5 separate regions of the Sus scrofa genome follow, and regions 2, 3, 4 and 5 are each linked to region 1. The links are chromatin contacts, called in public Hi-C and HiChIP or PLAC-seq maps. All regions are on one chromosome and are shown on one strand. Each heading gives the region's core, a stretch centred on a gene start, on an enhancer-like site or on the middle of the called end of the contact. The rest is flanking DNA. Distances are from core to core; before and after follow the strand shown. Region 1 holds the start of SETD1A (histone-lysine N-methyltransferase SETD1A). Region 2 holds the start of FBRS (probable fibrosin-1). Region 3 holds the start of SRCAP (helicase SRCAP). Region 4 holds the start of PHKG2 (phosphorylase kinase catalytic subunit gamma 2). Region 5 holds the start of RNF40 (E3 ubiquitin-protein ligase BRE1B).

Region 1 (6,239 bases), core at 2,688-5,187:
TTAGCATAATATTATACACATTGTATTGAACTGTCACTAAGTACCAGGCACTATGCTTAAGGCTTTTATGTGAATCATCTTTTATCCTATGGAGTAGGTACCACTACTAGGACCATTTTCCAGATGAGAAAACTGAGGATCAGAGATGTTAAGACACCTGCCCAGGGTTCCACAGCAAGCAAGTGGCAGGATTTGAATTTATTTATTTTTATTTTTATTTATTTATTTATTTATTTTTGTCTTTTTGCTATTTCTTGGGCCACTCCTGCAGCATATGGAGGTTCCCAGGCTAGGGGTTGAATCGGAGCTGTAGCTGCCAGCCTACGCCAGAGCCACAGCAACTCGGGACCCGAGCCGTGTCTGCAACCTACACCACAGTTCACGGCAACGCTGGATCGTTAACCCACTGAGCAAGGGCAGGGACCAAACCCGCAACCTCATGGTTCCTAGTCGGATTCGTTAACCACTGTGCCACGACGGGAACTCCAGGATTTGAATTTAGACAGTCCAGCTCTGGATTCCAGGTTTATACAAGCCTAGAACAGGGTCATCAACTCAAATGTTTGCAAAGGCCATACCAGCAGTATAGATGTCAAGTTCAAAGGGTGGGGTCTGTGGCTCTCAAGAGGCTCTCATGACCTATCCAAAGGGAGCAGTCATGACTCAACTCTAGCTGATAGTTGTCATGCAGGAATGTGGGCCTGGTGTAACTAGACCTTCCAAATTTCCAAGAGGATCTAGAAATAGGGATGTTTACATGAAATCTCTTGAGTTTTAGAAGTTGGCAACCTACTTAAAAAAGACGCACTGAGCCAAGCAAAACATGTTTACAAAACTGGCTTGGGTTTGTGATGTGCCAATTTCCAGATTCTGGCCTTGGACTTTAGCATTAACTCTAATAATAACAGCAAGTATTTACCTGAGCAAACTATGTACTTGACACAGTTTTTAACACTTGATGTATATTATCTCATTAAATTTTCACAACAATACTATAAGACAGGTATGTGTGGGAGTTCTCTGGTGGTGCAGTAGATTCAGGATCCACTGTTGTCACAGCTGTGGTTCAGGTCATTGCTGTGACATGGGTTTGATTCCTGGCCCAGGAACTTCTGCATGCTGTGTGCGTGGCCAAAAAAAAGAGAGAGAGAGACAGGTGCTATTATCATTCTCTCCTCCAGATGAGGACATTGAGGCACAGAGAGAACTAAACTACTTGCTCAAGATTACACGGATTGGGAATTTCCGTTGCAGCTTGGCAGGTTAAGAACCTGACGTCTCTGTGAGGATGTGGGTTCAATCCCTGGCCTCGCTCATTGGGTTAAGGATACAGCATTGCTGTGAGCTATGGTATAGGTTGTAAATGCGGCTCAGATCTGGAGTTGTCGTGGCTGTGGTGTAGGCTGGCAGGTGCAGCTCCAATTCGACCCCAGCCCAGGAACTTCCATATGCCGCAGGTGCAGACCGAAAAAAAAAAATAGAAAGAAAGAGAGATTGAGATTACACAGTTTGTGGTGCTGAAAACGAACTCAGGCAGCCCCACTCCAGAATCTGTGCTTTTTTTTTTTTTTTTTTTTTTTTGTCTTTGCCAGGGCCACATCCGCGGCATATGAAGGTTCCCAGGCTAGGAGTCAAATAAGAGCTGTAGCCACCAGCCTATACCACAGCCACAGCAACTCGGGATCCGAGCTGCGTCTGCTACCTACACCATAGCTCAGGGCAACGCCAGATCCTTAACCCACTGAGCAAGGCCAGGGTTGAACCTGCGTCCTCATGGGTCCTCAGTGGTTCGTTAACCACTGAGCCACGACGAGAACTCGTGCTTTTTAACTCCCATGTTATAACAAGATTTGTCAGGAACATGGCATCCAGCCCTCCTGATAGCCGAGTGGGGAAACCGAGGTCTGGAATAGGACAGAGTCTTGCCAAGGCTGCCCATTCATTCCCTCAACAGACTGCATGCCTTCTTTCTGCCAAGCACTGTTCCAGGTCTTAGGGATGCGTCAGTGATGAATGACAACAGGCAAAAAACCCCTCTACTGTTGAGGTTATGAGCACTCAACCCATCCCCTCTTGTCCCCACAGGTGGCCATGGTAGAGGTACAGCTGGAGAGCAAATACGAATACCCGCCGGGCCTGCTGGTGGCCTTTAGTGCCTGCACCACGGTGCTGGTGGCTGTGCACCTCTTTGCACTCATGGTCTCCACGTGTCTGCTGCCTCATATTGAAGCCGTTAGCAACATCCACAACCTCAACTCTGTCCACCAGTCTCCACACCAGCGACTCCACCGCTATGTGGAGCTGGCCTGGGGCTTCTCCACTGCCTTGGGCACCTTCCTCTTCCTTGCTGAAGTTGTCCTGGTTGGCTGGGTCAAGTTTGTGCCCATCGGGGCCCCCTCGGGCACATCAGCCCCCATGGTACCTGCCTCCCAGGTGCCTGGGACTCTGCCACCAGTGGCCACCGCCCTTAGTCCAGCTTCCAAGCCATCCTCTGCATCTGTAGCCCCGTCACAGGCTGAGCCACCTGAGGCCTGCCCACCTCGGCAAGTGTGTGGCGGTGGTGGTGGTGGGGGGGGCCATGGACCAGGCTGGCAAGCAGCCATGGCCTCCACGGCAATCATGGTACCTGTAGGGCTTGTATTTGTGGTCTTTGCCCTGCATTTCTACCGCTCCTTGGTGGCACACAAGACAGACCGCCACAAGCAAGAGCTAGAGGAGCTGAGTCGCCTGCAGGGGGAGCTGCAGGCTGTGTAAGGCTGGTGTTAGCCACACTGCAAGCACTGCCTCCTTCAGGGGTCTGACTGAGGCCTCAGGTCTACAGACCCCATTCCCTGCCCCTGCCTGGAGCTACTTCCTGTGGCCACTCAGGTAGAGAACAGATTTCTGCCCTCAGGGCCCTTTGGGCTGGGCCTTGGGGTGGCTCCCACATTCCCAGGGATTCTCCCTGTCACTCTGTCCCATGGGTTTTGTAAGCTCTACTGTGCACTTGGGCTGGGAGGAGCAAAGGAAGAGGAAGGTCCTCAGTCCAAGGCTGATGCTGTAGGTAGAGGGGAAGCAGGGAGATCCTGGTCAGACCTTTGGTGCCGACCCTTAGCCACTTGCCTCTACACAGAATGTGGAGGTCGGTTGGAGGGTTACACGCCCACCTAGCTGCCCCAGAAGGCAGCCAATCCTTGCTTCGCTTCTGTAGAATTTGTTTTATGGCTGGCATCTGGGGGGTTGCAGGGTAGAAGAGGTTTTCCCCATCCTCAGATTTTTTTTCCCTTAATTTTTTTTCCTTTTTGGTCGCCCCAGGACATAGGGAGTTCCCAGACGAGGGATCAGATCCAAGCCTTAGCCGATACCTAAGCTGCAGCTGCACCAATGCCAAATCCTTAACTCACTGTGTGGGGCCGGGATTTGAACCTACATCCCAGGGCTCCCAAGATGCCACTGATCTCGTTGCACCAGAGCAGGAACTCCCCATCCTTAGATTTTGATGGGTTGCCCACTCTCACTTTGGTTGCTTCAGAGAGGGATTTGAATGTTTCTACCCCAGGCATAGGTCCAGCCTTTCCAAGGGGGAGCCTCCCTATTTGGAGGAGGTTCAAGTGCCCGCTCCACTGCTCTAGACCCACACTTATGCTTTTATATCTGGTTCTCACTCTCCTGGCCCAGGGATGGGTGTTGGTGTGCCCAGCCTGACTCCCTAGCAAGGGTTGGGTTGGCATGTAAAGGAGACGGTCCATTCCAGCCCTTGGAATACAGAACTATTCTGACACTGAATTTTTGATGCACCTGATTTTGTATAATAAATTGTTTCACACATGACCTTCTGGCTGTGAATGGGGGGAAGGGGAGGCCTCCTTGGGAACTGGTGACTTGTTCTTAAGAGTCAAGAGGCAAGTGTCACTGAGGGCAGAGCAGGGTGGGAGTAGAGGGGAGTGGGTTCTAGGTATGACCCCTTTCTGGTGCTGACAGGGGCCAGTGACTTCTGAATGTGGAGACTGAGTTATTCCTTTTTTTTTTTTTTTTTTTTTTTTTTTTTTTTTTTTTTTTTTTGCTTTTTTAGGGCCACACCTTCAGTACATGGAGGTTCCCAGGCTAGGTGACGAATCGGAGCCACAGCTCCTGGCCTATACCACAGCCACAGCAACATGGGATCCAAGCCGCGTCTGTGACCTACACCACAGAGCACGCCAACGCCAGATCCTTAACCCACTGCGTGAGGCCAGGGATCAAACTGGAAACCCCATGGTTCCTAGTCAGATTCATTTCTGCTGCACCACAAGGGGGGACTCCTGAGACCGAGTTATTCTAAAGCTAAAGGCTTTTGCACTGTGGTTCCTGAGCCCAGGGTCTCCAACTCTTCCACTGAGGATTTAATATGTTCCTTGTAGTGTTAAATTACTTTTCTTGAGTGACTACTACATACTAGGGGCTTCTCCTAGGTAATGTTTTTCCTTTTCTTTTTCTTTCTTTCTTTCAAGGTAATCTTATTTAATCCGTTTATTTACAATCACCTCAAGAGAAAGGTCTTTGTCATTACCATTTCAGAGATAAATTAGCTAGGAACTCCTTTAAGAAGACTGAGGCTCTTGCCCTAAGCCACTTAGTCATTATAAACTAGGACTACCTTTATCACCATGCAGGGAATCTTTTGTTTGAGAAAAGGAACCAATATCTTTCAACTGGGACAGAAAGGAACCTGATCTCATAGCCTACCCTCTACTGTAAATTAATTTTTTCAACTTTTCAAAATTGTGAAGGATCCTAATCCTTTCTTAGGATTCTTTTGGTGTGAGACCTCGGACCTATTACTCTATTGCTATTACTTAAATTTGTAAATTTGGGAGCTCCCCAATGGCCTAGAGGTAAAAAAAAATCCCACCTTGTCACTGCTCTGCCAAAGTTTGATCCCTGGCCAGAGGAAAAAAAAATTGTGAATTTGTATGAACCAGGCCTCGAGGGCCCCTCCTGCAGTTTTAACACCTACAGTCGTCTTGCATGACAGTAATCAACATCCATTTTCAGAGAAAGAATCTGAAGCCTTAAGAGGTCAGTGACTTGGCCAAGGTCATACATCGAGGGACTCATACACACATATCCGGAACCTAGGGGATCCTTGGCTCAAGTACAAGGGCTACCTGCGAGTGCCATTACCACCCAGAGACCAGGATGCCAGCGTCCTAGCCTGAGAAAAAGCATCAGGGCGACCTCAGTCGGAGGGTCCCAGGTTTAAGCCTGGACTAGTGCTGCCCTCGAGCGGCGGTACTGCGTAACCCAGGGAGGGCCGAGGATTGCGCAGCTGAAAACGGCAGGCGCTGGGACCATGAAGCCTGGGGAATCAACCAGCCCATCCTAGCTCAAGTACGACCTAGTTTATCATTTTTTACAGGACTGGCTCAAGGTCCTTCAGGACCTACCAGGGTTATCACATAACTTTGAGACAGGCTAAGATTTAAGCACTAACGGTGGGCCACTGTGGGCAAAACGCAGCACCCTCTGCAGGCCTCAGTGTCCCCATCTGTCAAATGGGTAGCTTAAACAGGCAGAGGCCCAGAAAAGATAACGGGAGGAATCTGCTCTCTGCATTATGCGCGGCGCCAAACAGTCTGAGTCACTGTAGTTGGTAGTATTTTTCCACCTCCGGGGTGCCCCTCCCAACCCGCCCCGGTTTCGGAGGGTCCTACAGGAAGCGCCCCCGCGACGCCGGGCTCCGCACGCTCTAACCACGCCCTCTGCGCGCAGCGCCCTGGCCCCGCCCACGAAAGAATTCGCAGATTCGCTAGGCCAGCTCCTCCTCAGAATTACTCCTCTATATTCGGCCGAAAATTCTCCTCGGACTCCGTAGCCATTACCCCCGGTCGGAAGTGAGCAGTCCTCTGAGTTGTGCTAGTAAGAAAGGTCCACGGAAAGTGGCCGACTCTGCCAACAGGGCTTGGCTATCGAGGCATTATTTTCTTGGCTCCATCAAGGCGGTGAAGGGAGGCAACAGCTGAGGCCAGGACCTGTGGCGAATCTGCAGCCTCTTAGACCTTCGGCCGCGTGAGGAAGGGGCAGGAAAGAGGAGCAAAAGGAGCGCGCATCCCGTCTACCGATTCGCCCCGCCCGCCTGACGAATCTGCGCTTGTTCAACGCGCCACTCAAATCTCCCCAGCTCTGGCTGGCCGCCTCCCCTCCGCCCCGCCCCCTTTTCCTCAGGGATTAGTCGCTGCTTTCGTCGCCGCCGATTCGTCAAGGACCCGAAGCCAGAGCAG
Region 2 (6,239 bases), core at 2,357-4,856, 250 kb before region 1:
CCCCGATCCACCAGTGGCGGGCCCAAGACCAGAATCCCCCGGCACCTCTCCCCAGGCCCTCTCTGGGCCGAAGCCACTCCTGCCCTGATCTGGGGCCCCCTGGCCGAGACACCTGCAGCTGGCCCCCTGCGCTACCCCACCCAAGCCGGCCACGGCCTCGGCGGCACACCGTGGGTGGCGGAGAGATGGCCCGAGCCCGGCCACCCCCTCGGCCCTGTCTCCGGAAGGAGGTCTTCCCTCTTGGAGGAGTGGGAGGCGCTCCTCCCCTCGTCACATCTTGCTCGTCTACTGCGTCCACGTCTGCCTTCTCTGAAGCTTCAGAACCCAGGTAGTGCTGTCGATGAACTCTCCATAAAGCTCTGGCCACAGTCTGGGCTCCGCCTCTCCCTCCTTCCCTAGTGTCTAGGGGGCAGGAGATGGGGATGTTGCTTCGGATGTTGTTTGGCCCTGAGCCTTGACCTTCACTGCAGGTTGAGCTCAACCAAGAGGAAGGAGCCAAGGGCTTCAGAAGACCAGGTGCTTTCAGACCCCGAGTCCAAGGTAAGGGTACAGCTGAGGGGCAAGAGGCCGGGGGGAGCCCAAGCCCAGGCTGCACCTACACCCTCTGCCCCATCTTGCAGACCATGGGAAAGGTTTCTCGATTCAGAATACGCAGGACACCGGCCCGTTCTCAGTTAAACCTTACGCCCATGGGGCTGCCTCGACCAATCAGGTGAGAGGTTCGTGGTGCACGGAGCTACCTTGCCAGATAGGTGCAGGCCCAGGTCCTCGGCGTGTGGCTTTGTCTCCTCTCAGGGAGCACAATCCAGCTTGGAGGAGTCTATTTGATCTGGACTTGGTTTGGCCATAGAGCCATCCCTCTGCCTCTGGCAGCACTCCTGGCTCCTGGCACATCCTAGAAACTGAAATACAGACCAGGCCTTGCTTATCCCTTCTTCCAGGGCCACTGGTCCCACGTTTCTCAGAGGCCTCTGCCCTTTGCTCACAGGTTGAACAAGAAGGAGTTCAGCCTGGAAGAAATTTACACCAATAAGAATTACCAGTCACCCACGACCAGGAGGTGAGACACTTTGAAGTCTTGGGGGTGACATAGGGAAGGCTGGAGCCAGGGGGCACGCTGGTAACCAGCACTCCTCCCTGCCTGGTCCAGGACCTTTGAGACCATCTTCGAGGAACCCCGGGAGCGCAACGGGACCCTGATTTTCACCAGCTCAAAGAAGCTCCGGCGGACTGTAGAATTTCGGGACTGCAGCCTTCCTCGATCCAGGCGGCCATCTCGAGGGGCCCGGGCTGCAGCTGGCAGGACCGTTACTCCCAATCTGGCCCCCAACCCAGATGTGGGGCCCCTGCTGCAGCAGCGACTGCAGGAGCTGGATGCCTTGCTCCTCGAAGAGGAGGAAGGGGATCAAGAGCAGCCCCATCGGACTTAGAAGCGCCATCTGTTTGTCCGTTCATCCTGGAGGGAGGGGAAGTCTCTAAGGCAGTTATATTTTTTCTCTACATTTCTAGTAAAGTTTTCGATATGTTTCTGATTCTTTTATAAGTCTCTATCTGAGTTTGAGAGTAGCTGGCAGTACTGGCTGCCAAAGACTAGGAAATGGGGAGGTACCAGGGGAGATGGTGAAGGATGGATATAGGGAAGGGGGTGGAGAAATGGTCATTGGAGACACTTTTTATTTATTTGGCTGCCCCATGGCATATGGAGTTCCTGGGCCTGGAATCAGATCCAAGCTGCAGTTTCTGCATGTGCTACAGCTGGGGCAACGCTGGATCCTTTAACCCACTGCAAGGGGCAGGGATTGGACCTGCACCTTGGTGTTGGAAGAGATACTGCTGATCCCCTTGCGCCACAGTGGGAACTCCTGGAGATACTCTGGTTTTAAGAATCTTCCCGGAGTTCCCATCGTGGCCCAGGGGAAACGAATCTGACTAGGAACCACGAGGTTTCGGGTTCGATCCTTGGCCTCGCTCAGTGGGTTGAGGATCCAGCGTAGTTGTGAGCTGTGGTGTAAGTTGCAGATGTGGCTCGGATCTGGCATTGCTGTCGCTCTCGCATAGGCTGGCAGCAATAGCTCTGATTAGACCCCTAGCCTGGGAACCTCCATATGCCCTGGGTGTGACCCTAAAAGGACAAAAGACCAAAAAAAAAAAAAAAAAATCTTCCCATGTGATGGAGTTCCCATTGTGGCTCTGGGTTAAGAACCCAACTAGTATCCATGAGGATAAGTGTTTGATGATCCCTGGCCTTGCTCAGCAGGTTAAGGGTCCAGTGTTGCTGCAAGCTGTGGTGTAGGTGACAGATGTGGCTCAGATCTGGCATTGCTGTGGCTGTGGTGTAGGCCAGCAGCTAAGCTCTGATTCAAGCCCTAACCTGGGAACCTCCATATGCTGCAGCTGCAACCCTAAAAAGGAAAAAAAAGAATTTTCCCATATGGATACGTCTGAATTTCCTCCAGAAGATACTATGATTCTATACCTGGTCAGGGTTCTCTCAACTCACTTACGTCGCAGAGGACAGATGTAAAGACCCAGAGTGGACGAAGGCCTTGATCACCATGGCCCTGAGTTCCTCCTAACACACAGGCCAGGATCCTCCTGCTGGATTCAAGAGCTGAGTACTCAGCTATAATTAAGCACCTACAACAACCTGTCCCAGTTACCTGACCTACACAAAGCCTTGTGAGAGTCATACCCATTTAATATATAAGCAAGCAAGTTGACTGTTCCAGTGCTATGTCCACCTTAAAAGGGTAACCTAAACAACCAGCGGACGTAAGTGGCACTGTACATCTTTCATAACTTAGAGGCAAAATACAGCAGTGGTCAAGAGCACTGACTGGAGCTAAACTTGAGTCCAAACCCTGGCTGGGAAATTAAACCTGCATCAATTCCCTGCTCCTTCTGTAAAATGGGGCTGATAGGAGTATCTTCCTAAGAGACTTCGTACTGTCAAACGAGTTAATATGAGAGAAAGTGCCCGGCACACAGGACAAGGTGTTTCTTGCTAGAACGCGGAGACCATAGGCAAGCACTCTCTCACTGCACCGACCCATAACGGGATGCGGTTTGCTTGCCGCGCGACTAGAGCTCTCAAAACACGCCGCAAGCTCTAGCCATCCCGCACCGCGGGAGATCCCGCTGAGCAGCTACCCGACGGAGGTACCACCACGCGCGTGCGCGAAAAGCCAAGCGGCCGGTGGACTAAGCCAAACGGCGGAAAGGGAGAGAAGACGTAGCGCGCGGCAGACAAGGACCTGCCTCGGCCCCGCGCCGCCCAGCGGCCAACCGTCCCTAGGACTCGCGCACCCCATCCGGATCCTTGCCTAGACGCCGTCAGGTCACGGGCCAATGAACGAAGAGCAGGAAGAGGCGGGGTCATCTGAAGGACCGCCCCAAGCACGTACTTCTAACCAGTCGAGTCATAAGACTTGATGAAGGGAGGAGCTAATCTGACGTATACCCAATCCAAGATTTGAGGGCGGCTACATATTACCCACTCCCCGGAGTTTGACTCCGCCCTTCGCCTTGACGTACACGTCTCAACCTATCAACGACTAAGCCTGTAGAGGGGTGAGGGGAAGGGGGCGGAGAGTGGGAGGAGGCAAAGAGAGGAAGGAGGCGTAGGCTGAGGAGGAAGAGGGAGGAGGGGCAGGGAAGTCCTGGCGGAGAGGAGGCCCCAGACTCCAAAGGAGACAACAGGAGGGTACGCAGAAGCTCCCTCCCTACCCAGCAGCCGTTCCGGATCCCTTAAGGCGCAAGTCAGACAGAGACGGAGGAAAGGAGGAAGAGACTTTTATGTCGGCAGACAGAGAAGCTCTACCCGTCACCGTTGCCTCACATCCGGGGCTTTGGAGGGCTGGCCCCCGCGGCCCCGCCCCCCCCTCGCGCCTTTCATGGCGACCGGAGGCGGAGGCTGGAAGAGCTGGGCTTGGAGGAGGCCCCTTTAAATCTCCTTAAAGGGGTGGCCACTCATCTCGGCAGACTACAACGCCAGCCTTTAAAGGGGAAGCCACCGAACAGACGCTGACAAATTGAGAACTGTGCTGTTGGGAGAATTGGAAGGAGTGGGGATTCTCACCGCCTCTCCTCCCCCACGCAAGAAGTCCTTTAAATTCAACTTAAAGGGGAAGTGGCTGCTTGTGGAGGACTAGAAACTAACTCCCGAGCCCTTAAAGGGGCGGCCTGCTGTTTGGAGAACCCTGGACTCCTTAAAGGGGTGGCCTCTTTTCGTCGGAGGACTTGAGGCACTTTTAAAGGGGAGGTCTGCGTTTCGGGTCGAGCTTTCGGCCCCTTTTAAAGGGGTGGCCCTTCCTCTTCCTCGGGGAGACTTGTCTCGACCCCTGGCAGGGGGCGGCCACCGAACTAGGCCGGTCGGACACCGTCGGGTCGTCTTAAAGGGGACAGGGGCTGAACAACTTGAGGCCTTGCCTTAAAGGAACGGCCGCTCCGTTTTCGTCGTCTCGTCCCCGCCGGCCCCACAGGGGGGGCCCTCAGGCTTGTCGCCCCGGGGGCGGCGCCGGCTTCCCGGGCCTTGGCCTTGGGGCAAGCTCGGGGCCAGGAGATCCTGCTTTAAAGGGGAAGCCGTGGCCCTCTCGTCCCTGTGCAGCCGCCAGCGCCGCGCGTGCGACCCCGGGCCTGCGGACAGGCCGCTTCGGGCCCCGCCGCCTCCGGATGCGGCGCTGAGGGCGGTCGCCATGGAGACGGCAGCGGCCGCGGCTCCCGGCCCGGGCTGGGCCGCTGAGGGGGAGCGGCGGCGGCGGCGCTGCTCGCGCCGAGACCGAGACCGGGAGCAGCGGCGCCGCCGAGGTCCCGGCGGCGACGCGCCCCGGGCCCTATTGGCCGCCCCGCGCGGTTCCTCGTCCTCGTCGTCGCCGCCGCCGCCCGCCAGGCCCTGGTCGTCAGCTTCATCTGGAGAGCGGCCGGGAGGCCCGAGACGGCGGCGGCCGCGTCCCAGGCCTCGGCCCCCGCGACCCCGAGCTCGGAAGCGGCCTGCCGGCTCGGGCAGCCGCGGGGAGGAAGAGGAGGAGGAGGAGGAGGGGGGCGCAGACGATGGGGAGGCCGAGGAGGAGCCAGAGGAGGAGGAAGAAGAGGAGGAGGACTTGATCGATGGCTTCGCCATCGCCAGCTTCGCCAGCCTCGAAGCCTTGCAGGTGGGGTCTGATGGGGCTGGGGACCCTTGGGGGGCTTCAGAGGGCCAGAGAGAAGAGTATGAGGCCTGGAGTGGGTGGAGTTGAGGGGGGAATGCTGGCACCCCAAACCAGAGCAACCGGCTCCTCTGGCCAGGCCTCTGCCCCACCCTGGGGTGGGAGGAGGTAGAGCTAGTCTCCAGGGACCAACCAGGTTACCTGGCCTCTGAGCCACTCTGGTAGCCTGGTCACCCCTAGAGAGATCGGGAGCTTTCTGTTTTTCATCTACTTCAGTTCCACCTCCTCTTCCACAGAAGGATGCATCTCTTCAGCCCCCAGAGCGACTGGAGCATCGGCTAAAGCATTCTGGGAAGCGGAAGAGGGGGGGCTCCAGTGGAGCCACTGGGGAGCCAGGGGACAGCTCTGATCGAGAGCCTGGCCGACCCTCTGGGGATCGGGCCCGAAAATGGCCCAATAAGCGGAGAAGGAAAGAGGTGAGCTTGCCCCAGATCCCTGTGCTTTCAAACTCTGGCCATAAGGTTTTTCACTTAGACCTGTTTTCCATCAGCAATGCTGCCACCCATTGTAAACAGTGATCCCAGTCTCTAAGGGCAGAGAGAAAGGTAGAGCAAACTTGAGCTCCCACTGCCCTGTCCAGGTCTGACAAAGACGTGTCCACTGTCGGACCTGCTTGCTTTTGGCTGACACTAAAGTCTGTCATAGACATGTGGGTAATTCAGAGATGTATCAGAGGGACTTAGTTGAATCATAAATGAATTAGGTACAGTCTCTGTCCTCCTGTGTAACCCAGTGCCAGTCTAGCAAGTAAGAAAGAAAAGCTAGCAGCAAATACCTAGACCAAAACCTGAGACGTACCAGAAGGCAGAGATCTGGGAGAGATGCTGCAGAAACCCACATGAGGAAGCCACTCATTCGGCCTGGGGGATGGGAGGAGTGTTGTGGTTAGGGAAAGCCCCCTGGGATGTCTTAGTCAGGCCTTGAAGGATAGTCATAAGTTTGCTAAGAAGAGAAACGGGGCAAAGTTGTTTTGGACCGAAGCACAAAGATGTGAGAATCTGGTCTGTTTGGGAAATGGCCAGAGCGTTGAGAACA
Region 3 (6,239 bases), core at 1,093-3,592, 210 kb before region 1:
GTGGGAGGCCCAGTCAGGAGTAATCCAAGGTAAGAGACGATGGTAGCTAAACCAGCGTTATTGTCTTGGAAGTGGAAGAGAGACTTTGAATTTATCTTGGGTTTGAGTACACATATCTGATATCAGTTACACTTATTTTTATTTATTTATTTAGTCTTTTTAGGGCCGCAGGCACAGCATGTGGAAGTTTCCAGGCTAGGGGTGGAATTGGAGCTGTAGCTGCCATCCTACACCACAGCCACAGCAATGCCAGATCTGAAGTGCGTCTGCAACCTACACCGCAGTTTATGGCAACACGGGATCCTCAACCCACTGAGCAAGGCCAGGGATCGAACCAGTGTCCTCATGTTTACCAGTTGGATTCATTACTGCTGAGCTACAATGGGAACGTCTATTTTTGTTTTTAATAAGGTGTTTAATACAAGTAGCTCACACTCATGAACTTCCTGAATAATCTTTCTGAGACTGGCATAGTGAATGGTCATGTATAAATCATGTCCCTACTCCCAGGAGTTTAGTAACATTTTGGGGGGGTGGGGTGGACAATCCATGAATCCAGATACGATGCAATCGGTACTTCATGAAGTCCAGGAGGCTATGGGAGCCAGAAGGGGTATTAAGCCAGCCTGTGAGTGGTCAAGAGTGGTCACCTGGGGGTTGTGAAGGAAACTTCTGAAGGAAAAATATTGAAAAAGGATGAAAAAGTACATGAGAAGGCTAAGAAATACGAGATCTTTCGGGAGCTTGGTGTTGTTCTATGAGATAGTCTCAGAAATATGTAAGCTTGGTCTGGAAAAAAAGACTTTGAACTGGGCCTAAACGATTGGGCATTTATCCACTTTTTTCAATCAACAAATCTACCTTGCATGCTTCTGTATGCCTTGAGGCTCTAGCACAGGTCAGCGGTAGCAAACTGGCAGCCTGTGGCTGAATCTGATGTATTTTGGCCCACATTCCTGTAGGGTGAACATTGGTTTGAGCTGACTATTCCTTTTGGTCAGAGTATACGGCCTCCTGTTCCTAACATTCCTCATCTGCCCCTCTTTGCTTTATTTACATCATCTTCTTGGTCCTTCTAGGTTTGAGTTTTCAACCACTGGTATTTGCTGTAAGAAAAACAGAACTTCGGAGTTCCCGTCGTGGCGCAGTGGTTAACAAATCCGACTAGGAACTATGAGGTTGCGGGTTTGATCCCTGCCCTTGCTCAGTGGGGTCAAGGTTCCGGCGTTGCGGTGAGCTGTGGTGTAGGTCGCAGACGCGAATCGGATCCTGCGTTGCTATGGCTCTGGCGTAGTCTGGCGGCTACAGCTCTGATTCGACCCCTTGCCCGGGAACCTCCATATGCCATGGGAGCGGCCCAAGAAATGCCAAAAAGACAAAAAAAATTAAAAAAATAAAATAAAAAAAATATTAAAAAAAGAGAAAGTTTAAAAAAAAAAGAAAAAGAAAAACAGAACTTCAAGTCAAGGTCAGAGAGAATCATCAACTCTTAGAGTAGAATGGAGATCTAAACTGAGCAGGTGAAGAGCTGAATGAAAGCTTTATTATGGCCTCCTAACCTGGCTCCTGGGTGGTCGGCCCTCATGAGGTAGATTTTGTGACAGTGCTTGTAACCTTGTGACTTAGACTGCTTGGCTATGAATCTTGGCTTTGAGCTCTATTACTCTATGAGCCTCAAATCATTTATAAATGGAGCATTGTTGGGATTGAGATCGTGCACAAGGTGCCCTCAGTAAAAGGTACGTTATTATTATTATTCTATTCCAGGGTGAGGGTATCAGATTCTCAAATGAGTTCCCTGGTGGCGCAGCGGGTTGAGGATCTCCGGTGGTCACTGATGGGGCTCTGGTCCCCACTTTGGCACGGATTTGATCCCTGGCCAGGGAACTTCCGCATGCCCGGCGTGCAGCCAACCCAACCATTACCAAAAAAACCCCCAAAACACAACAAATTTAAGGGGTTCTTAACTCAGAAAGTTGGCGACCTGATGCATAAATGCTTAGGAGCTATCAACAATACCACCCATGTGTCAAATGCATTGGCTCTATACGAGTGGACTGCAACGGGAATCCAGAGATCCAGGCTCCACTGCTAACTTGCTGAAAGTACCTGAGAAATTCCTTCAGCTCTCTGGGTGATCTATAAAAGAAGGTACGGTGGCCACGTCCCAGTGGGCAGCTGCAATGCAGCCCCAGTGGCAGGTTAGCCGGTGGAGGGTAAAGAGCTCTGCTGCGGGAAAGGCGCGGAGCCTCCGGGCGGACTACATTTCCCAGCCTGCCTTGCGCTTCGGGTAGCGCCCTACGTTAGCACGCGAGGCTCCCTGCTCTCCCAACCTCCAGTTACTGTCTCGCGAGAGGACGGGCCGCGCCGGCGGTAGCGATAGTGAGCTGTGGTGGTGGCGGTGGTGTTGGTGGTGGCGGCCGAGACGGCGGCGGCCATTTTGGTGAGGCCTCGGAAGCGGCGGCGGCGGTTCGCTGCGAGTAGCGTCTCCCATTTTCCCCACCCACCTCCCGCATCTCTGTGCCGTGAGAGGAAGCAGTGGAAGCAAGGCGGTGGCAGTAGCCGCGGGCCTCAGGGGGATTTAAAGGCCGCGAAGGAGGCGGCAAAGAGGGGGCCCTCCCCCTCCTCGGCGGGAGGGGGGGGTGGTGCGCACGCCCCCGAGGACGCAGGTAAGGAGAGGGAGACAAGATGGCGGACGCTCCACAGTTCCCCCTCCCCTGACGGCTGACTGCGCGCGCATCTTTCCGCCACCGCCTCCCCTCCCACCTTCCCGGGGTGCTGCGCGCGCACCTTCGGCCGGGGCCCCGGGGCCGGTGCGCGAGGCTGTCGGCGCGCGCCCATAGAGACAGGCTGAGGGGGGCCAGACCGGCCGGCACTGGGCTGGGGCGCGTCTTCTCTCCCCTTCCGCCCGTCTGCGCACGCGTGCCTGAGCGAGCGAGCGAGCCCTGAGAGGACGGACCCAGGTGCGCTCCTGCCCGCCCACCAACCCCAGCCCCCCACCTCAGGGGCGCGCGAGAAGAGGAAGGGGGGCGTGGGACGAGTAGTTGGGGCGCGCGCCCACCATATCCAGTCCGGAGCCAAGATCTGGCGGCACGAACCCTTCCTTATCTTAAGCTCTCTCGGTCTGGTGGTGGGGGGCTCCCTGACGGGCAGGGACGAGAGGCTTCCCAGCCCTGCGACCCTTGTGTGCGTGGGTTTGGGTTCTGGCGGGAGCCCCGGGGCGGTGAGCACAGCCGGCTCTCTCCGCCTCCAGGCGCGCACGCGCGGGCCCCTCCCCCAGTCTGTCGCGCACGTTGGGTGCGGTGGGAGTCTGGAGGGGGCGGGGCCATCTTAGGGCTAGTGGCAACTTGGGGCAGAGGTCAGGGGTCACGCCGGGTCAGGCTGTTGGGACGGCTTAGGAGATGGTGATGAAGCCTGGGGTCAAGAGTTCGGGCTTCTTGGATCCTGGTTAGCTTGAGTCCAGTGAATCAGTTGTGGAAGAGGGAGTGAATCAAAGGCTGCAGTGTGGTTAAGGAGCTTCCTTAAACACTGGGGAAACACTTCCGGGCCTTGTGTGGGTTTACCCTGCCTATTTCCGGGGCATGGGTCTTTGCTGTTCGGCCTTTCTCCCCTCCTGACTGCTCCTCTAAGGTCTCCTGTTGTAGTTCTTGTGTTTGGGGAAGTGTCTCCTGGCGCAGCATAGGAGGCCCAGGGCCCTGCCTTGAGAAAGGTTGGATTCTCCTATGTTCAGCCCTTACTGGAAAGGAGAGCAGGCTGCCAGGCTGCCAGTACCTTTTGAGCTTCTGGATGTGATAACTTGTTTGGCTTTGTTAATTTGCTCTTCATTCAGTGGTTGGAGCCTTTTACCTTTAAACTTTTTAAACTTTTTGGGAGGCTTCATTTCCTTACTTCAGCCAGAATCTCATGTCCTAGGGAATTCTTTTCACAAAACATTATTTGCTTTTATTTTTTGAATATGATCTATTTCTACTACTGTAATCCTTTTCAGTCTTTGAATTGACTTGGGTATATCTACGAGTCTCAAAAAAGTTAGTGTAAAGAAGGCTTCGATGGGTGTTGGTAAATGTAGATTGGTCCCTCATGCTCTTTTCCTTTCCATTTGTTTCAGGCGTGATTCTCCTCAGTACGGCGGCACCGTGGAAGTGCAGACTTTCACAGGGAGTGTGGTCTCAGCTCACACAGGTGAGAGTTCAAATACCATTTCGTGTACTGATGCTAATGAGAGAGATATTTGAGATAATTGTGGTGCAACAGCAGAACTGGGACTCTGAATAGAGAAAGATGTCTGCATCCTGGCTCTACCAAGGAAAGTAGCATGTTTTCCATGGTTCTGGTATCAGACTGTCTAGGTTTAAATCCTTCTCTTCCTCACTGTGTGACCTTATGCAAGTCATTTTGTCTCTGTGTTCTAATTTTCTAACTTATAAAATAGAGAAAAAAATTGGAATGTAAGCTCCAGTGGTTTTTTTTGCATAGGTCTGTCTTTAGTATGTAGAAGATATAAATAAGCATTATTATGGCATGGAATGTATCTGGTTTATAAGGCAGATGTGAGGATTATAGAATCCATCAAGTAAGTACTCAGTAGAGTATTTGACACATAGTAGATGCTCAAGGAATGAAGGTGTAATCATCAGGTTCATTTACCTTTATTCTTTAGCGTTACTTTCTAGTGTTGTGCTTGTTTTTAAAAAAATTTATTTAGGGGGTTCCCATTGTGGTGCAGCAGAAATGAATCGGACTAGTATCCATGAGGATGTGGGTTTGATCCCTGGCCTTGCTCAGTGGGTCAGCAGTCTGGTGTTGCTGTGAGCTGTGGTGTAGGTCGCAGATGTGGCTGGGATCCTGCGTTGCGGTGGCGTAGGTTGGCAGCTCCAGCTCCAGTTCGACCCCTAGCTTGGGAACTTCCATATGCCCTGAAAATAAAATAAAAAATTATTTAATTTTTCTAAGTTCTATTTCTATTCTTTTTACTTTGCTTTAGGTGCTCCAGAGGCCGGTGGACCTGAGCGGAGGCTGGGACGCCCTAGTGGGCCCCGGGCCCTGGAAGGCGGGTCCCGGTGGCCGGTGGCCCAGAATGAGGCCAGCTCCCAGCATGCCCTGCAGCCGGACGCCAGCCCCTCGGCCAGCAGCAGCGGTGACAACGACCCAGTCGTTCTTCAGGCATCCAGAGAGGAGCCTGGGAGTGGGACCATGCAGAGCAGCCCCTCCCCTGCTCACCCTCAGCTCCCAATCCTGCAAACACAGGTTCGAAATTGGGGAGGGTTTCTTCTCTGCATCTGGAGGTAGGGAAAAAGATCATGACTTTTGAAACTGGATAGATCTAGGTTTCTATACAGTATGCGTTCAGTGGTTGTGTGCTGAGCAACTGGGAAATTCTGTGACATAGAGTCTTTTGCCATTTTGTTGAGATAGGAACTTGAGTCGCACACTGTGAAGCCTGTGTGCCGGAGTGAATTTCATCAGTTCCTTCACTGTCTGCACTTAAGTAGGACTTTTTTCTCTACTTGGTATTGCTTGTACAGTGCCTTATAATGGGTAGATGTGTGAGAACAGTGACCCACCCTCCCATTCCCCTTCTCCCAACTCTCTAATGAAAGTATCAAGACTGGTGATCTTGGGCTTTTTTTTTTAGGTGTCACTGGAATTTGATACTAGCTCTAATTTATCTGCATAGGTGAATCTGCCATACTTGGTGTGAAAAGGAGGGAAAGATAGGGCGTTGTTCATGAACGTGAATGAAATCATTGACGTTCTGAAAGAATCGTTACAGTTAGGAGTCATGCGCTATAGTAGTATTCTTGAATTTGGAAACTCTCTAAATATCAGGGTGTGATTCCTCTTGCACGCCAAGGATTTATTGGAGTTGTGAATTTGCCATCTCGAGCACGTTATTAAAACTTTATCCCAAAGCTGTGTTTATAGAATAAGGGTTTATACCTTACTTCAGAGTTTTTTATTGTTAAGATAGAGTGATATAATGGACTTAAGAGCCCTGCTAGAGTTCTGCCAAGTATTCGTTTTGTCTTTCATTTCCCCCTTTTCTAGATGGTGTCGGACGGCATGACAGGCAGCAATCCTGTATCCCCTGCCTCATCCAGTTCCCCAGCCTCTAGTGGGGCAGGTGGCATCTCCCCCCAGCATATAGCTCAAGATTCCTCTTTGGATGGACCTCCAGGGCCCCCAGATGGTGCCACAGTGCCCCTGGAGGGGCTCAGCTTACCCCAGGCTGCTGACCT
Region 4 (6,239 bases), core at 2,248-4,747, 170 kb before region 1:
AAGAAGAAGAAAGGATTTTTCCCCATTTTTCCTTCTTCCTCTGGAAATTTCGGTTCTTAGAAAGAACCAAGCTTCTCTGTTATGTAATACTGAGACCCTGAGGCCAGAGAGGAAGAGTCATAGCAGCAACTACTATTTACTGAATGCTTACTATATTCCAGGGTGTATCCTAAGCATTTTATATTTCTTGTTCAGTCTTCAAATTTACTCAACGTAGGAGTTCCCATTGGCCACAGATATTAAAACACACCTTTAGGAGTCCCTGTCGTGGCGCAGCAGAAACGAATCCGACTAGGAACCGTGAGGTTGCAGGTTTGATCCTTGGCCTCGCTCAGTGGGTTAAAGATCTGGTGTTGCTGTTGGCTGTGGTGTAGGTCGAAGACATGGCTTGGATCCTGCCTTTCTGTGGCTGTGGCGTAGGCTGGCAGCTATAGCTCTGATCTGACCCTTAGCCTGGGAACCTCCATGTGCCGTGAGTGCGGCCCTAAAAAGAAAAAAAAAAAAAAGAAAATTTTTGATGTAGGTACTATTGTTACTGAAGCAGGCACAGATTACCTAAGGTCACACAGCTAGTAAGTAGCAGGGTGTGAAAGGATTGGATAACAGCAACTGCCACCCTGAATGTGGAGATTTGGATGTTTACAATGAGGTGGGATTTTTTTTGTCTTTTTAGGGCTGCACCCATGGCATATTGAAATTCCCAGACTAGGGGTCAAATTAGAGCTGTAGCCACCGGCCTGTACCACAGCCACAGCAACTCCAGATCCGAGCCGCGTCTGCAACCTACACCACAGCTCACAGCAAAGCTGGATCCTTAACCAACCCACTGAGTGGGGCCAGGGATTAAACCCATGTCATCATGGATACTAGTCCAGTTTGTTACCCCAGAGCCACAACAGAAATTCCAACAAAAACTTTTAAAGCGCTAATGGATTAATTAGAAGTTTCAGTTTACTAGAAGAGAATATCCCATTCCCCCAAACACATTTCATGAGGTCTTGCTATTTTTTAACTCTTTACTAAGAACAAATTTCAGGAGTTCCCATGGTGGCTCAGTGGTTGACAAATCCGACTAGGAACCGTGAGGTTGTGGGTTCGATCCCTGGCCTTGCTCAGTGGGTTAAGGATCCGGCGTTGCCGTGAGCTGTGGTGTAGATTGCAGACGTGGCTCAGATCCTGCGTTGCTGTAGCTCTGGTGTAGGCCGGTGGCTACAGCTCCTATTGGACCCCTAACCTGGGAACCTCCATATGCCACTGGAGCGGCCCAAGAAAAATGGCAAAAAGACAACAAAACAAACAAACAGAACAAATTCAGATCTATAAAACAATAAAAGAATAGTATAGGATTTTCCATTGTGGTTTAGTGATAACAAACCCAATTAGTATCCATGAGGACTTGGGTTCCATCCCTGGCTTCATTCAGTGGGTTAAGGATCCAGTGTTGCTGTGAGCTGTGGTGTAGATAGAAGACGTGGCTCGGATCCCGAGTTGCTGTGCCTGTGGTGTAGACCAGCAGTTACAGCTCTGATTTGACCCTTAGCCTTCGAACTTCCATCCATATGCCTCAGGTGCGGGCCTAAAAAGCAAAAAAAAAAAAAAAAAAAAAGTCTATATAAATATCCTGTTCCCCAGCAAATTTTCACCAGTAATTTTAAGCCTATTTTGCCCAAGTCAGTTATTATGAGGCTTACAAAATGTTGATGTTTTAACTTTATTTCTGCATTTATTATCTGGCATTCCACTATAAAGAACGTCTTTTTCTCCATTTATTTATTTACAATTTTAGTGTCAGCGTGGTCTCAGAGTTTTTGTTTGTCTTTGGTCTCAGAGTTTTAAAATTCATTTTGTTATATTCATTGCTGCCATTAGCTTTCTTAAACTGTTTTGTTGAAGTATAATTTATCTACAGTAAAGTACACAGATCTTAGGTGTGCTGACTGGTGAATGTTACATGAACACACCTGTGTAATCACCTCCTAGGTGAATGGAACATTTCTAGCACATCAGAAGGTTCACTCATGACCCTCTCAGTCTCATCATTCTTTTTGTCCCTGATTTCAACCTGGTTCTTGTGTCTAAGTCCCCATCTTTCTTCACTTTCTGGCACAAATTATTCCAGGTTCATCTTGTACAAGAAAGTACAGAGAAAGTCTCCAGCCTGGGAATTAGGCTGAGTCTCCCAAGGAGCTCTGGTTTCTTTTGAGGAAGGTTACTTTGAAATCAGCATCTAGACACTAGCTGTGCTCACTCTAATGGGGATGTTTTTGCTGCTAGGCCCTTTTAGAGGTGAGAGCTAGAAAATACCTAATTTTATCTATTTTAAAAATTATTCCTAAAATTATGCCTCCAATTTCAATCAGTCATAAGGTCCTTTCTGTTCCCCATTCCAAATTCTATATTCCTACAGTAAGAACCCTGACTGCCAAATACATCAATATGTTTATTCATTTGTTCAGTTTCAAAATAATTATTCCATTATACTACCAAGCCGGTCTACCAAATATGGTGTAAGGTCAAAATACTCTTAAAAAGTTACTTGTATTCATTTTTTAACTTCTTCCACGTTTGTGATCCCAAAGTGACATTTCTAAGATAGTTGTTAGGTTAAAAGAATTCATTCTCTGCCTCTTTCTCAGGAACATAACTTCCACAAGGGTAAGGACTTTTTTTTTTTCTTTCTTTCTTTCTTTCTTTCATTGCTGTTAATCTAACGCTGAGACGCTCAACAAATATTTGTTGAATGAGTAAATGAATGTCAGGGTTGAGCTATGCACTAATATCTATGAAGTCAGTCGCTCCTGCAAGAATCTCACAACTTGGTAGGCTTAGAGCAGAGTGTGACACCATCCAAGGCTTTTGGGAGCGGGTGGCGGAAGACTGGGAAGATGTATAACCCCAGGTGTGGGCACTATGGCTTTGGAGGTATCCAAGGTTTGGAGCAGCCACAAGACGAGAGAGTCTCTAGTGGCTGACTGGCCACAGCTCATTCAAGTTCGAACCAAAGTGGCCAAGTTGAGCTGCAAGCTGCGAGCCCCGAGCGTTTTAAAGGCTGGAGGCTGCCTCTCAAGGTAAGAGCTTTGGATCAGCTGCTAATGTTTTTAAAAGTCGAATTCACATAGAGATTCTGGGAGACTGAAAGTGCCATGCCCAAAAACGAGAGTCAGAGGCGCATTAAGCCCCGCGTCCCGGGTACGCGGAGGTTACACTTCCCGGTAAACCTAACTTCCGGGTCCCGCTCCAAGGCCCCAGCTCCGCAGGTCAACAAGCTCCTCCCCTGCTGACCTCGCGGATGCCGTATGCTGATGGGTCGTATCTGAAGCCCCGCCCTAGCGTCGCAACCATTGGTAACTCCAAGCTTCCACTCCCGCGCCAGCCCAGAGATTCTCGGCTTCTTATTGGACTATCAGCTTTCAATCGGAGGGGTCTTTGAACTTCAGTTTTCAGGTGGCGCTGGCCATTGGTGGACAGGATGGGGGCGGGGCCTGAGGTTTTTGCCGGTACCGTCTCGGGTAAGGGACTAGAGCAGAACCCCGCGACTGAGCTGCTTTGACTCTACTCTTGCTCTTCTCCCCGCCCGGCGGGTATGTCCCCGCGAGACCCCGCGCCCCGTCCCGGCGCCTGCCCAAGTGCGCCTGCGCAGCAACAGCCACCGGCCCGAGTGCCCCTTCCCCCCTTCCACCGCACCTTTTCCCTTCCCCCCCTGCCCCCTCCTTGCCTTGCCACCCTGTCCCGACCCCTAAAGGCCCTTTCGTGGGGTCTCCCCAGTCCCGATCCTTCCCCCACCCCGTCCCCCATCCCTCAGGATCCTGGCTCCCCAGCCGCAAGGGCTGCGCCCCCGTGAGCCGCGATGTGCGTCCTCTCAGAGCCTGTGGGCCTCACTGCCCTCCGTTTCCTCCACACAGGCGCCCCCCTCCTTCAGAATGACGCTGGACGTGGGACCAGAGGATGAGCTGCCCGACTGGGCTGCGGCCAAGGAGTTTTACCAGAAGTACGACCCTAAGGACGTCATTGGCAGGTGAGGCCGCGCCCAGTGAAATGGAGGTCTTGAGAGGTCAGGTCCTAGCCAGGATACACAGTTCCCTCTGAGGGCTGAGAGTTCTAAATGGGAAGGGTTAGTGGGGAGCAGAGGAACGTTTAGTGACTAGACTCATTTGTTCTGGGTTAATCCCCATTTTTCCACAAATTCATTCATTTATGTATTCGACGAACAATTCAGGCACCTCCTGTGCCAGGCACAAAGGTGAACACAGGGAGCATGGAACAGATGTTTATGCTCTGGAGGTACTCCAAGTGAAGTGACTAAAAGATATATGAAAAAGTATCAGGCTATGTAGAAAGTGCTGCGGGGTCTCAGAAAACCACAGCTTCCCAGAAGGGGTGATATTTGGGTCTTGAAGGATGAACAGGAGTTCAGCACACAACAAATAGAAGGAAAGCCCCACTTGTAGAGGCAGTGGCAGATACATTTATACATGAGGGTTTTCTAGGCACATACAATGTGCTGGGTGCACTGTGCTAGGCACTGGAGATGTAAGATCTATCTTACAAGGTTTCTGTTCTCCTGGAGTTTCTATTCTAGCGGTAGAGAAAGACAGTAAACAGGAAAACAAGTTAAAGTTCAGTGTCAGTGCTAGGGAGAAAATGAAGAGGGTGATGGAACAAGAGTAATTAATGGAGCTGAGACTTAGAGCATGAGAATGAACAAATCATGAACTGAGGCAGGATATATTCCAGACAGAGGGAATGGCAAGAAAAGGGCCTATTCACAACACAGATAGAAGATCATAGTGGCTAGAATATGGTGTGAGTGGAAAAAGGGGGAGGAAATTAAGTTGGAGAGGTAAATAGAGGTTGGATTGTGTAGAGCCTTGGGCCAAGATAAAAAATTTAAATTTTGGAGTTCCCATCCTGGCTCAGCAGAAACAAATCTGACTAGTATCCATGAGGACGATGGTTCGATCCCTGGCCTCGCTCAGTGGGTTAAGGATCCGGAATTGCCATGAGCTGTGGTGTAGGTCGCAGACGCGGCTCAGCTCTGGCATTGCTGTGACTGTGATGTAGGCTGGTGGTTAGAGCTCTGATTCGACCCCTAGCCTAGGAGCCTCCATGCACTGTGGATGTGGCCCTAAAAAAAAGACCAATTAAAAATAAAAAAAAAAAAAGAATTTAAATTTTATTCTAGTGACACTGGTATCTTCAAGCAGGGTACTAGCATGATCTGACTTACATTTCTGTGATTTGGGACCTAGTAACATCCTTTCTGTGCCTCAGTTTCTCCACTGTAAATGGGGGATAAAAATAGATCCTGCCTTGTAGGTTGCTGTGAGGATGGAAAGGGTTAATATGATACTGTTGGAACATGGTAAGTGCTCAATACAGGTGTGTGGTTACATTTTAAAAGATCATTCTGGGAGTTCCTGCTGTGGCACAGCCAGTTAAGGATCCTGCGTTGTCTCTGGTGGTATGGGTTCAATCCCTAGCCCAGAAACTTCCACATGTTGCGGATGAGGCCCCCCCAAAATCCTTTGTTAAAAAAATAAAAAAACTGGAGTTCCTGTCGTTGTGCAGCGAAAACGAATCTGACTAGGAACCATGAGGTTGTGGGTTCAATCCCTGGCCTTGCTCAGTGGGTTACGGATCCAGTGTTGCTGTGAGCTGTGGCATAGGTTGCAGACATAGCTCAGATCCCACGTTTCTGTGGCTGTGGAGTAGGCTGGCAGCTGTATTAGACCCCTAACCTGGGAACCTCCATATGCCATGGGTGCAGCCCTAAAAAGATAAAAAAAAAAAAAAAAAATCCTTCTGGCTCTTATGTGGAAAGTGGTTAGGAGAGAGGCAAGAATGGAAGCATAGAGACCACCTGACTAGAAAGATACCGATTCTTTGAAGTTAGCGATGGTGATGGTTTAGACCAGAGTGGCAGGGGTAAAGCTGGAGAGAAGTGGATAGATGCAGGTGATGGTTTGAAGGGATATAGTTTCCTGAGGGCTTGGATATGGACCAAGAGGGAAATGGAAGGAAACAAGTATCACGTCCAAGGTTTGGATTTGTGTGGCTGAAGAAATGAAGAAGATTGGGGAGGGGTGAGCAAATCAAGAGTTCCATTTTGACCTGCCGAAGGCAGGGGCGGGAAGAGTTCCGTTTTGAAAAGGTTAAATCCGGTCGGAATTGTCAAGGAGGCCTTTTGAGTCTGGAACACAAAAGAGAGAGCTGGGCTAGAGCTGTAAATTTGGGAGGCA
Region 5 (6,239 bases), core at 1,193-3,692, 150 kb before region 1:
AAGGCACAAAGACAAAAACAAATGAAAAATAAATAAATAAATAAGGAAATAGGAGTTCCTGTCGTGGCACAGCAGAAATGAATCTGACTAGGAACCATGAGGTTGTGGGTTCAATCCCTGGCCTTGCTCAGTGGGTTAAGGATGTAGCACTGCCATGAGCTGCAGTGTAGGTTGCAGACACGGCTCGGATCTGGCATTGCTGTGGCTGTGGTGTAGGCTGGCAGCTGTAGCTTTAATTAGATCCCCTAGCCTGGGAACCTCCATATGCCGCGGGTGCGGCCCTAAGAAGCACAAAAAATAAGAAAAGAAAGAAAGAAGGAAATAGAGAGTTACCGTGTGGCTCAGCAGTAATGAACTCGACTAGTATCCAGGAGGATGCACATTCGATCCCTGGCCCCACTCTGGGTTAAGGATCTGGCATTGCTGTGGCTGAGGTGTATGTAGGCTGGCAGCTGTAGCTCCGATTTGACCCCTAACCTGGGAACTTCCGAATGCCATGGGAGTAGCGCTTAAAAGAAAAAAAAAAATAGGAAATGGAGGATTTGAAAGGTGAGGTGAGATAAGTTGTGTGTGATGATACTCCTAGTAATGTCAGAACCATGGTTTCAGGTGGTAATCCTGCTTTGACTCCCCTGGTCACTTGTGCCATCCTCCTCCTCTGCCCTGGACTCAACTCTCGGGTAGCCTCTCCTCTTACCGATACAGGCCTTGTGAAGATCTTGGAGCAGGGCACAAGCTGTTGATGTCTGCTCCAGTGAGAAGCCCTGATGGCGGCAGAAGATGAGTATGTGGGAGAAGAGGTCCAGGGTGATGGCATCTCGCAGGTTCTGCTCAGGACAGCTGAGCCCCAACAACTCAGCCAGCACCCTTGGGAAGGAGAGAGGAAGGAATGAGTGGCAACTAGAGTCTCCCTTCATCTCCCTTCACCACCCTACACTAAGTCACAAGGTGCTTTGGAGCCAGGCATTCCTCATGCCTTCCCAGCCCACTGCCTCAGCCTTCTCCAAGAGCCAGTTCTTCCTGTCCCTACTCCCCGCCATACTCCCTCATCTCCTCCACGTTGGTTGTCTTCTCCAGCCTCTGCATGGAATGGATGTCGAGGTACTTCCTATCATAGGAAAAGAGGGGAAAAGGTGTTGGCCATTATGCATTAGTCTTAGGACAAGGCTATGATGGCTAGAGCGTAGGACTGGGAAGCAAGAGACCTGAGTTAAGAGGTTTGGCTCTTCCACTAACTCGCTGTGTAACTTTATAACAAAGTCACTGAGGCAGCGGGAGACCTGGCTTATAGTCATCTTGGGTAATTGTATCTCTGGGCCTCAGTCTCCTTGTCTGTAAAATGGGAATTCCGTCCTGTTTGACAGGCTCGTAAGGAAGCGCTAAAGGAATAATACAAGTGTGAAGGGTAACTTTCCCTCAAAGCTCTTCACACTCACCATATGCAGATCCGGGGCTGGGGTAGCGGCGGCTGCGGGAGAGAAAGCGGATTGGGAAAGGCAGAGCTGCGTTGTTAGTCCTGGCCCGTGGTTCTTTGCCCTTGGTGAATCTCTGGTGGTCTAACAACGCGATACCTTGCCTTCTCATCTTAAAAACTGTGTACTAGCAATACCGGCGGGCTGGGCTTCGGCGATCCCTAAGTACTATTCATGAGCGTATTGACAAGCAGTTCAAGCCTGCCTCTTCACCAAGGCAGCCCGGGAAACAAACGGCCCCCTGCCTGGGAGCCCTTTTATAAACATTCATGAGCAGACCACTCTGACCTGTCCTCACCGGGAACAAGTTGGCTGCAGGATCTTCATTCGCATCCACTGAGGCCACGGTCCCTGACTCGGTCCGCACTCCTGTTCCCATCCTCTTGGCCGATTCATCCAACGAGCTGAGGTCCTTCTCATGGTCTTTCTCATGTTCTCGCCGCAGTTCGGAGTGCTGGTCCAGCTCCGACCGCCTTTTCAGTCGCCGGAATTGGCTGGATTTCCGGCGGATCATCTGGTCGCTCCTCTGTGTCGCGGGTCCCCACCGTCTTTATCCTGCCTCGGTTCTGGGACAGCCGATCTCGGGCGGCGACTGCCAAGGCCTGGCCCTTATCGACGCTTCAGCCAATCTACGCTGCAGAGAGGCCGGGTACAGCCAATCGGCTGGGGGCGTCCCTCCGTCTCAACGGTGACGGTTGCTAAGGAGGATCCAGTAGGAAGGGAGAAAGTGTACCGTGCTCGCCAAACTGTGAGAAGAGAATGCGCATGCATAATAAGATGCAAACCCCGCCCCGGTGCCCTCTCTTCGAAGTTGTTAATCTGAGGCAGGCGGCGTTATTAGGACTGCGGAGTGGAAGTGTGTTGTCAGTTACCATGGCAACTGCCTACCGGCCAATCACTGAGAGAAAGAGGAGGTGTTCAGAAAGAAACCAAACGGACGCAAGAGGAGGAACAAAGCACAACCAATAGAAACAGGAACTGGAGAAGATTTCGCCACATCCGGCGCTGCCTCTGGCGCCTGCGCTCTGTGCTGGGGGGCGGGGGTGCCCAGTGACGTCCGGTGAAGTCCAAGATGGCGGCGCTAGGCTGATCCTGCTGCTGGTGAGGGGCCCGGGGCCGGCGGGGCGGGGTCCGGCAGCTGTGTGCGGGGGTAGGCTCGTGGCTGCGGACCTCCGTCCCCTTCCCCAGCTCTACTCTCTGTCTTCTGCAGGTGACGGAAGTGCCGAGTCCGCCTGCCTGACGTCCTCGAGAGACCGGGGGCCGCTCCTCGCCGCCGCGGCCATGTCTGGGCCCGGCAACAAACGCGCCGCCGGCGATGGGGGCTCGGGGCCCCCAGAGAAGAAGCTGAACCGCGAGGAGAAGACAACAACAACGCTTATAGAGCCCATTCGTCTTGGGGGCATCTCTTCCACGGTTCGTGGGCTCCTGCCCCAGCCCGCCCAACTTCCCAGAACCGTTTTCCCAGTTCCCCAAGTTTAACCAGATCCACTTTACAGAGCATTCTGTTGAAGGAAACCTAGGACATGACGTCTGCCTTCCCCTCGCAGATAGGCAAACAGGTTCCCAGAGAGCGTGTGACAGACATGTCAGACTTCAGGTAGAAAGAGGCAGGAGCAGAACGTGACGCTCCTTACAAACAAGACGCTTCCTCCGTGGGTGTCTGAGCTTTGTATGTCCTGTTAGCAGTCTGCTCCCCTCTCACATCCGTTCTATCTGCTTTCCTTTGTCTCTTTCTCTGATTGGTTTCTTGGGCCCTTCTTGACCCTCTCTCTCCTCGGCCCCTCTGTTTCCTTGGTAGGAGGAGATGGACCTGAAGGTTCTGCAGTTCAAGAACAAGAAACTAGCAGAGCGATTGGAACAGAGACAGGCTTGTGAAGATGAACTCCGAGAACGAATTGAGAAACTGGAGAAGAGGCAGGCTACAGATGATGCCACACTCCTCATTGTCAATCGCTACTGGGCCCAGGTGAATGCCCCTCTCCTTTACAAGACTGGGCTTTGATCCAGCTGCCAGTTCTCAGACTTCTCTGTTAGAAAGGGAGTATCATGCTAGGAAGCACCTGAGGGATTCCTAACATTTTTGGTGCTTTCTCCTTTCAGCTGGATGAAACTGTGGAAGCCCTTCTCCGACACCATGAGAGCCAGGGGGAGCTGTCTTCAGGGCCAGAGGCGCCTGGGACCCAGGAAGGGCCAACGCGTGATGAGACCCCTCTCACAGAGCCAGGAACATCGGAGCTGAGGGGTAGGGCCAGAACCCTAGGATCTAGGAAGCTTAATTAAGTTCTGGGAAAGGTCCTGGAGAGGAAAGGATCTTGATAATCAGGCTGCTGAATTCCCTGCCTATACAAACACACACACACACAATTGATTTTATATTTGGGCAGCAAATCACAGTGGATAAGAACAGAGACTTTGGAATCTGAATGACTTGGTTAAGAGTACAATTCAGGTTTTATTTATTTATTTTTTTTGTCTTTTTGTCTTTTTGTTGTTGTTGTTGCTATTTCTTGGGCCACTCCCGCGGCATATGGAGGTTCCCAGGCTAGGGGTTGAATCGGAGCTGTAGCCACCGGCCTACGCCAGAGCCACAGCAACGCGGGATCCGAGCCGCATCTGCAACCTCCACCACAGCTCACGGCAACGCCGGATCGTTAACCCACTGAGCAAGGGCAGGGACCGAACCCGCAACCTCATGGTTCCTAGTCGGATTCGTTAACCACTGCGCCACGACGGGAACTCCCAATTCAGGTTTTAAAAGTATTACATGTATTTGTATTATGACTGTGTACTTGGCACTGGTGTAGATTTGGAGGAGACAAAGATAGTTAAAAAAAAAAAAATTACTGGGAGTTCCCTGGTGGCTCAGTGGGTTAAGGATTGGCACTGTCACTGTGTGGATGAGTTCGAATCCTGGCCTGGGAACTTTTGCATGCCGTGGGTGTGGCTGGGAAAAAAAAAAAAAGGAAAAGAAACACTGTCTTAGCTATTAGGGTGAAAGTGACTGTAAACCACACACACACATAAAAGCAGAAGGGCTCCTGAATGGGAATTGGTATGTGTGCACTAATTTATTTATTTATTTATTTATTTTTGTCTTTTGTCTTTTTTGTTGTTGTTGTTATTGTTGCTATTTCTTGGGCCGCTCCCACGGCATATGGAGGTTCCCAGGCTAGGGGTTGAATCGGAGCTGTAGCCACCAGCCTATGCCAGAGCCACAGCAACGCGGGATCCGAGCCGTGTCTGCAACCTACACCACAGCTCACGGCAATGCCGGATCATTAACCCACTGAGCAAGGGCAGGGACCGAACCCGCAACCTCATGGTTCCTAGTCGGATTCGTTAACCACTGTGCCACGACGGGAACTCCTTTTTTTGTGTGTGTGTATGTGTGCACTAATTTAGTTTGGGAAGGCAGAGAAGGCATTTCTGAGGAAATGTTTGGAAGCTCTCCGTCCTTGAGGAAATTACCTCCTGGAACCTCAGTCGTTGCCTTTTTTTTTTTTTTTTTTTTTTATTTTTTTATTTTTAGGGCCACACCCACGGCACATGGAGGTTTCCAGGCTAGGGGTCCAATTGGAGCTATAGCAACGCCAGATCCACGCGGCATCTGCGACCTACACCACAGCTCACGGCAATGCCGGATCCTTAGCCCACTGAGCGAGGCCAGGTATCAAACCCTCAACCTTATGGTTCCTATATGGTTCCTAGTTGGATTCATTTCCGCTGCGCCATGATGGGAACTCCAGTTGTTGCCTTTTTAAGATGGGATAATGTAGTGCTGCAGGCATTGGTTGTGCTGATTCAGTGAGCCATAGAGAGCCGAAGGGCTCCATCTGGAGCTTGGTACAGAGTGATGGTAACTATTGCTGTTATCCTGATGGGGGTCTGTCCATCCCTTGTAGAGCCCCTGCCAGTGCAGCTGCGGCCCCCGCTCAGTGAGCCAGCCCTGGCTTTCGTGGTGGCCCTGGGTGCCAGCAGTAGTGAGGAGGTGGAGCTGCAGCTTCAGGGTCGCATGGAGTTCTCCAAGGCAGCTGTGTCCCGCGTTGTGGAGGCCTCAGACCGCCTGCAGCGCCGGGTGGAGGAACTCTGTCAGCGAGTTTACAGCCGAGGTTAGTTCTTGGTGACCCCATCCCAGAGATGTCCATCCCCATTTGCACCTTCATGGTATCCCCTCAATACCCCTGGCCCCGAGGCAGCCACAGTTCCCCAAGAAGTAAATGAGCCATGTTCTCAGAGGAAGGCTCAGGTGGTAGGTAGATGGGGCCTCTGGCTTGGCTTCCTGGAGGTGAGCTCTGGAGAGATGGTGGGAGGAGTTGTTGATGGCTGGAGGGGCTTCCCACCTCGTGGCTAGAGACCTCATGGGAGCGCTTCGCACAAGCCTTAGTGTCCAGTGCTGATCCGCAAGACGTGGCAGCAAGTGCCCAGGCTTTTCAGGCAGACTGACTTCTCCCAGCCTCAGTCCTGTCAGTCCAGCCTGGGTGTTCTGGGGTGTTCTGGGCAGATGGCGCTCCTCTCTGAGCCGGTTTCCTCCTTTGTACAATGGGGATAAAGACCCCTGGCTTTGTTATGAGAAAAGGCAAGACAGCTGGTGGATGACACTGGGCACATAGCAGACTCCAGAATGAGTTAGTACTTTGCCCCATTGCACTGGACTTGGCTCTTACCTGAGCTCTGCCTTCTCAGGGGACAGTGAGCCCCCCGGTGAGGCGGCTCGGGCGCGCACCCGGGAGCTGGGCCGTGAGAACCGGCGGCTGCAGGACTTGGCCA

What was found. Hi-C and Micro-C count contacts between places; a contact is called where the count stands out from the background. HiChIP or PLAC-seq counts read pairs in DNA pulled down with a chosen protein or histone mark.
Region 2: an H3K27ac HiChIP or PLAC-seq map of alveolar macrophages shows a contact between it and region 1. The contact joins the promoter of FBRS here to the promoter of SETD1A in region 1. A contact is called at or near these places in 1 of 47 Hi-C or Micro-C datasets (liver) and 1 of 2 datasets of contacts at active chromatin or transcription factors (alveolar macrophages).
Region 3: a contact with region 1 is called in an H3K27ac HiChIP or PLAC-seq map of alveolar macrophages. The contact joins the promoter of SRCAP here to the promoter of SETD1A in region 1. A contact is called at or near these places in 1 of 5 promoter capture datasets (fetal liver) and 1 of 2 datasets of contacts at active chromatin or transcription factors (alveolar macrophages).
Region 4: a contact with region 1 is called in an H3K27ac HiChIP or PLAC-seq map of alveolar macrophages. The contact joins the promoter of PHKG2 here to the promoter of SETD1A in region 1. A contact is called at or near these places in 2 of 5 promoter capture datasets (fetal liver and fetal skeletal muscle) and 1 of 2 datasets of contacts at active chromatin or transcription factors (alveolar macrophages).
Region 5: a contact with region 1 is called in a Hi-C map of skeletal muscle, with 4 times the contacts expected there. The contact joins the promoter of RNF40 here to the promoter of SETD1A in region 1. A contact is called at or near these places in 2 of 5 promoter capture datasets (fetal skeletal muscle and liver), 2 of 47 Hi-C or Micro-C datasets (liver and skeletal muscle) and 1 of 2 datasets of contacts at active chromatin or transcription factors (alveolar macrophages).

Annotation. Positions count from the first base shown.
Region 1 is chr3:17,488,095-17,494,333 of Sscrofa11.1, reverse strand. It overlaps SETD1A (histone-lysine N-methyltransferase SETD1A), which reads left to right and starts at 3,937. Exons shown (of 21, transcript XM_021086406.1): 1 at 3,937-6,239. It overlaps ORAI3 (protein orai-3), which reads left to right. Exons shown (of 2, transcript XM_003481021.4): 2 at 2,086-3,810. The coding sequence ends at 2,754.
Region 2 is chr3:17,741,178-17,747,416 of Sscrofa11.1, reverse strand. FBRS (probable fibrosin-1) reads left to right here and starts at 3,606. Exons shown (of 18, transcript XM_021086415.1): 1 at 3,606-5,150; 2 at 5,441-5,620. The coding sequence starts at 4,695. It overlaps PRR14 (proline-rich protein 14), which reads left to right. Exons shown (of 12, transcript XM_021086416.1): 8 at 1-328; 9 at 471-540; 10 at 621-712; 11 at 989-1,060; 12 at 1,151-1,532. The coding sequence ends at 1,430.
Region 3 is chr3:17,698,965-17,705,203 of Sscrofa11.1, reverse strand. SRCAP (helicase SRCAP) reads left to right here and starts at 2,342. Exons shown (of 34, transcript XM_005653006.3): 1 at 2,342-2,669; 2 at 4,109-4,182; 3 at 4,985-5,247; 4 at 6,049-6,239. The coding sequence starts at 5,194.
Region 4 is chr3:17,653,899-17,660,137 of Sscrofa11.1, reverse strand. PHKG2 (phosphorylase kinase catalytic subunit gamma 2) reads left to right here and starts at 3,497. Exons shown (of 10, transcript NM_001166317.2): 1 at 3,497-3,581; 2 at 3,903-4,015. The coding sequence starts at 3,921.
Region 5 is chr3:17,632,193-17,638,431 of Sscrofa11.1, reverse strand. RNF40 (E3 ubiquitin-protein ligase BRE1B) reads left to right here and starts at 2,442. Exons shown (of 20, transcript XM_021086412.1): 1 at 2,442-2,573; 2 at 2,683-2,885; 3 at 3,271-3,438; 4 at 3,573-3,714; 5 at 5,375-5,581; 6 at 6,156-6,239. The coding sequence starts at 2,754. It overlaps CCDC189 (coiled-coil domain-containing protein 189), which reads right to left and starts at 2,278. Exons shown (of 8, transcript XM_013992414.2): 1 at 1,771-2,278; 2 at 1,437-1,468; 3 at 1,043-1,108; 4 at 698-867. The coding sequence starts at 1,986.